Regions from separate parts of the Mus musculus genome. Here region 2 is linked to region 1. A link is a contact called in public HiChIP or PLAC-seq data. All regions are on one chromosome and are shown on one strand. The core of a region is the stretch at or near the end of the contact, and the rest is flanking DNA. Distances in the headings are between cores, read along the strand shown.

Evidence for each region. HiChIP or PLAC-seq counts read pairs in DNA pulled down with a chosen protein or histone mark.
Region 2: a contact with region 1 is called in a FOXA1 HiChIP or PLAC-seq map of pancreatic cancer cells. The contact joins two enhancer-like sites. A contact is called at or near these places in 7 of 484 Hi-C or Micro-C datasets (B cells, the HPC-5 cell line, Th1 cells and 4 more), 6 of 115 datasets of contacts at active chromatin or transcription factors (the HPC-7 cell line, effector CD8 T cells, embryonic stem cells and 3 more) and 2 of 9 other capture datasets (adipose tissue and liver).

The regions. Positions count from the first base shown.
Region 1 is chr1:156,453,792-156,456,491 of GRCm38.p6, forward strand. The region is part of intron 3 of Soat1 (sterol O-acyltransferase 1); the gene reads right to left. Among named protein-coding and RNA genes, the nearest start is that of Soat1, 19 kb to the right of the region's middle. Within about 2 kb of position 1,405, at least 66 of the 459 cell types and tissues checked have an H3K27ac peak or open chromatin away from gene starts, as enhancers often do. A contact at or near this core is called in Th1 cells, bone marrow-derived macrophages, macrophages and 3 more, where this site is marked.
Region 2 is chr1:156,615,847-156,618,546 of GRCm38.p6, forward strand. All of the region lies in intron 1 of Abl2 (v-abl Abelson murine leukemia viral oncogene 2 (arg, Abelson-related gene)), which reads left to right. Among named protein-coding and RNA genes, the nearest start is that of Tor3a, 57 kb to the right of the region's middle. Within about 2 kb of position 1,280, at least 152 of the 459 cell types and tissues checked have an H3K27ac peak or open chromatin away from gene starts, as enhancers often do. A contact at or near this core is called in Th1 cells, bone marrow-derived macrophages, macrophages and 3 more, where this site is marked.

The sequences.
Region 1 (2,700 bases), core at 155-2,654:
CCTGCACAGCCAAATAGAAAGTGAGATTTAACCTCTGACTGGAAGCCAGGGGGACAAAGAAAAAGGGTCCATTGTAGCAGAGGTGCTGAGGATCAAACCCAGGGACCCACGTGTGTTAGGAAGACACTACCAAGCAAGCCATACCCCCAGCCCACAACTGCCGATCAAACACATTTATATCAAATCACTCATCGGTTCATTAAATGGAGTGCAATGATTCATTTAGAACAGAGGACTACATAATAAACGCAGGGGACCACGGGAGGGGTCTGTAATCTGAGCGGAAACCAGAGGGGGAAGGTGGCCAGCTGAGGCCTGCCTGAGCTAGAGTTGAGTTCCGGGTCAGCTGGACAGATATCTGAAGGATCCCTAAGCAAGCAAACACATGGAGCTGGGGATGTAGCTCAGTGGTGCAGGAGAGAGCACTCGAGGCCCTCCGTTTTCTCCACGTACCTCAATCAATCAAACTGTAGACTAAGAACTCAGGAGGACAGAACAGGGAGTACTCAGATCACGGGTGGGAGGAAATGGAAGCCAGAGGGATGAGCTGGGATTTGAGGATCTGGTGCAGTGTTTTGGTTGGTGAAGGAATAAAGTGAAAGCAAGCAGGTAAAAAGAGAGACACCACACAGGCATGAAACAGAGGAAAAACATACAATGGAAGGCCAACTTTCCAACGCCCTTTTCCACTGTTCCCCAGTAGAGCATAAATAACCATCAAAGAACTGAGAGACGGTGTGTCTGTCCCGGCACCACCATTCAGACGGCTACCCGCCCTTAACAGCAGGAAAGATGACTCACAACCCTAAAGCCTCGTCCCACACATAATCCATGCTGTGAGCTAAAGTTCACGCTCACCTCCTCAACTACTCCTTTCTTCATTCCTTTCTTTCTCATTTCAGATGCCTAATGACTAGATGGAGGAATCTTGCATTTACTCACTACTTATGCATTGTTGTCTGTATGGGCACATAAGTGCCACAGCACAAATGTAGAAATGTGAAGACAATTTTAGGGAGTCAATTCCTGAATTCTACCAGCTGGAATCCTGGGGACTGGACTCAGGCTAGTGACTGGGGTGGCAAGAGCCTGTATTCAGTAAGGCATCTCATAGGTCCCAGAAGTTAATAGTTTTATTCATGAATACATGAAACAGATAAATAGAGTACTCTTTTTTTTTTAAAGAAGCTTTTTGCTGGGCAGGGTAGCTCAGACTAGTAATTTCAGTACTCCAAGGCTGATGCAGGGGGATCGTTTTGAGTTCAAGTCCAGTCTGAGCTACATAGCAAGAGCTTGTCCTAAAATAACAAAATCAAGCCTAAAAAGAATAGGTATGGCCCCCATAGATTCATGTGTTTGAAGGCTTGGCCCAGGGAGTGGCACTATCTGGGGGTGAGGCCTTGTTGTGGGTGTGGCCTTGTTGGAGGAAGTGTGTCACTGTGGAGATGGACTTTGAGGTGTCCTATGCTTAAATTAAGCTCTGGCCAGTGTGGAATGCAGTCTCTTGGCTGTCTTCAGATCAAGATGTAGAACCCTCAGGAACTTCTCCAGCATCATGTCTGCCTGGATGCTGCCACACTTTCTGCCATGATGATAATGGACTGAACCTCTGAAAGGGTAAGCCAGCCCCAGTTAAATGTCTGCCTTTATAAGAGTCTTGGTCATGGTGTCTCTTCACAGCAATAAAATCCTAACTAAGACAGCTTGGATCTGTGGAGCTTCCCCCAATTCTGTGCTCTTCCTGACACCCCCTCACCACTACTTCCCTCTCCACATTCTTTCCCTGGTGGATTTGTGAAATTGTATGAAAATGTTCCTGCCACTTCAGCTTTTTCTTCTCTCTTATGGAAATCTGTCACCATGCTTTCTGTAGACTCTCAGGGAGAACAGCTTTGCCCATTATTCACTATGGTCCAGCCTATGACGCCAACTTGTCCTGGGGATAATTAGCAATTTAGCCTAACTTCATTCTTCTTTTATTTACTATTCTGCATGGATGGGTACTTTGCCTGCACATATTTCTGTGCATTGAACACTGCTTTGACAAGGCCAGTGGATCCCTAGGGACTGGAGTTACAGAGGCTGTGAGCTCCACAGATGTGCCGGGGGACTAACTCGCATCCTCTGGAAGAGTGGCCAGTGCTCTTACCTACTGAGCCACCACTCTAGGCCCCAACGTCATTCTTAAGTTGATTCACTTAAAATATGGCACCTGGTGATCTTCTTAAAAGATTTATTTTTTAAGTGTATGAGTGTACAGACATGTGTATGTATGTGCATCTCATGTATGCCGGTGACCATGGAAACCAGAAGAGGGAGTCAGATCCCCTAGAGCTGAAGGAGTTAGAGGGGGTTGCAAGTCACCTAGTGTGAGTCCTGGGAGCCAAACTTAGGTCCTCTGCAAGACCAAGTGTTCTAACCACTGACCAATCTCTCCAGCTCCACATTTTAGACAAGGTCTTCTATGTAGCCCAGGATGGCCTTAAAGTCTGAGAAATCCTCCTGTGTCAACCTCTCAACTGCTAGGATTTCATATATTACGGCATATATGTGCTACCTACCTAGGTAATAAGTCTTTTAAACAGGCCCTTATATTGGAATAATGATGTACTAGTTAGAAAAAAACATTGTCTGGACCACAAGATGCCTCAGCAGATAAAGGCAGCTGCTATCACACCGAGCAACATGCATGCAGGCCCT
Region 2 (2,700 bases), core at 30-2,529, 160 kb after region 1:
TGTGAGTAATGTCCCACGTGTATGGCTTGCTGGCCAGAGTGGAATTTTAAGGCTCTTCTATTCAGAACAGTTTAACTTTTCATGCTGCTCGGCCAAAGGCATGGTCCTGGGACCTGTTCAGCTGCCATCAACCAGTTACTGTAGAGACCAGGACACCTTGCTTCCCTGCCTGGGCAGGGATGTCTCGGAGTTCGCTGTGGCCCACGTGACAGGTGTGTTGAGATGAGGCTGGGGTGGGGGTAGACAACACAGTAATGAAATGTGGGTTATCTGCTCCTGTAGTCTCCACTGGGCTCAGTGAGGATTACATGGCTTGTTTGTGTGCTTGTTTATCTTTTCAGTTTTATGGGGAGGGGGGCAGGGTCTCAAAATGTAACCTCCGTTGGTCTGGAACTCAGAGATCTGTCTGCGTCTGCCAGCCAGCACCAGGAGTTAAGGTGTGTGCCACAGCACTGTCTTGTTTTATTTGAGATTGAATCTCACTGTCTGACTGGCTAGCCTAGAATTTGCTGTATAGACCAGGCTGGCTTCAAACTCAGAGAGAGTAGCTAGCCTGTTTTTGCCTCATGAGAACTGAGAGTAAATGTGTGTACCAGCACACCCAACATACTAGACCTTTAATAAATGTGTAATGAATGGAAGAACATGGATAATATGTAAAATGATGTTAAATGGCACATCTTGATTGAAAAACTTAAGCTAAATTGAAAATTACCAAATATATTCCCAACTAAAATAGTTTTTAGAAGAGTTATTAAAAATTCCTAGCCTCTTAGAGCATATACAAAGTAGAATAATGTTAAGTAATATAAAATAATGAAAACACTTTGAGGCAATGATTACTGCCTGACAATCTATAATGAGAATGATTAAAAAAAAAGTAACAATTTAAATATTGAAAATGTGCTTTATAAGCTAAGCATTAAATATCCAAATTTGAATTTGTGTTTCAGTTTTATTATTATAGGTTTTAAGTATGTTGCTGTTTTGTGTGTGTGAGTGTGTGTGTGTGTATTTGTCCTACAAATGATTCAGTAGAAAAGATAACAAATTACTTCTTTATGGTTCTCAAAATATTTCTGTTCCTTAAGTCTTTTACACAGTTCAGTAGAGTTTGGGGTCCTCTGCTGCCTTCTTTCCACATCCTCACGATCTACTGCTATTGCAGTGGGTCAATTAAAAGATTTAGTTAACTTGCATTGTTAAGAAGTTCTAGCCCACACTGACACTGAATTGGGCGCGGTACGTCTGACTCATAGGGCTTGCCTGTCTTAACTAGTGGCGAACATACCATGGACCCTGCTCACTGAGGCTCCAGGGCTTCCTTTGCTTTTGCCGTGCTCTTAGTCTGCCTCTTCTTGTTTCTTTTACTCATCCCTCCGCAGCCTTCCAGCTAAGATCATTCATTAGCTCCGTGCTTAGTCTTGGCCTCAGCGGGAATTTGGGCATTTTTACTTGATGATATTTTCCTTTTGTTTGGTGCTAGAGGGTAGGACCGGCAATGTTTTCTGTGGATATCCTGTGCAGACAGATTGGACAGGAACTTGTTGTACAAGAACAAAGGAGTGGGAAGAAGGAGGAAGGAAGGAGGGAAAGAAGGAAGCTCTGTAAGAGTCAGAGACAGGAGGGGCGGCCAGGCCAGGGAACGGAAAGACAGTCTCCTGGGCTTGGGTTCTGGGCCTTGTCTCTTAGGTACTGCATTTATCTTGTGTTTTTCACTTCATCTCAGGGGTATGTACCAGTGGTTGGCTTTTATTACATTTATTAAATTTTGAAGAAGAGTTTTTTGTGTATGTGTTGATTATATAGTAAATATATTACCTAACTCTCCTGGGACAAGAATACCCAACTCTTCCCATAGCTTTAAATTTTACACAGGATTGTCCTGTGGACTCCGTTCTTTGTACGTTTTGACACCTTGACTTTGGTAGCCCTCTTTTGGACCTGAAGTCCCTCCCTAGAGCAGATGGACCATGTCTAGATATCTCCCTGTATATTGACAGTTGTCAGTGCGGAACTTTGGTTCATCACATTTAAAGAGACATGCAGTGTAAACCGAGCTATGTGTGGCCCCAGGGGGCTTGCTGCTCATCTCTAATAGTGCCTGCTGTGAGTTTGCAAGCCACACATTATCCTTCAGCAAACCTTTTGTTGTGTGCTGGGTAGTTTGTTTGGAGATGGGGTCTTGCTATGTTGTGCTTATGTGATGTGGGACTTAACATCCTCCTCCCTTAGCCTCTGGAGTGCCCGTGTTACAGCCATGTGCCACATGCCGGGGACTTTGGTTGGTTGGTTGGTTTTGGTTTTTGTTATCTTTTTAAAAAAGCCTCTTGTAAATAAGCTCTTGGGGGGGGGGGGCAGCAGCTGTTGTTGTTCTGTGTGTCTGTACTTATTTGTCAATGAACAAATAAGAAACTTCCTGGCCTCAAAACATTGCACCCAAGAGACTTAGGTACTATACATGCATGTAGGAGTATATGCACTTTTGAATAGGATCATCAGAAAATGTCCTCAAAGGTTTACATTTGAGTGAAAAAAAATTTGGGGGGGCGGTTTGAGACAGTGAGTGAAATATCTTTGAGACAACTATTTTAGCCAGAAGAAAAGGCAAGTGGAAAAAAAAAAGTCAGGGTGTGTGCCTGCCCTGTTTAAGCAGTAGTGGGGAGGGTAGTGGTGGGCAGGAAAGCAAGGGTAAGGGAG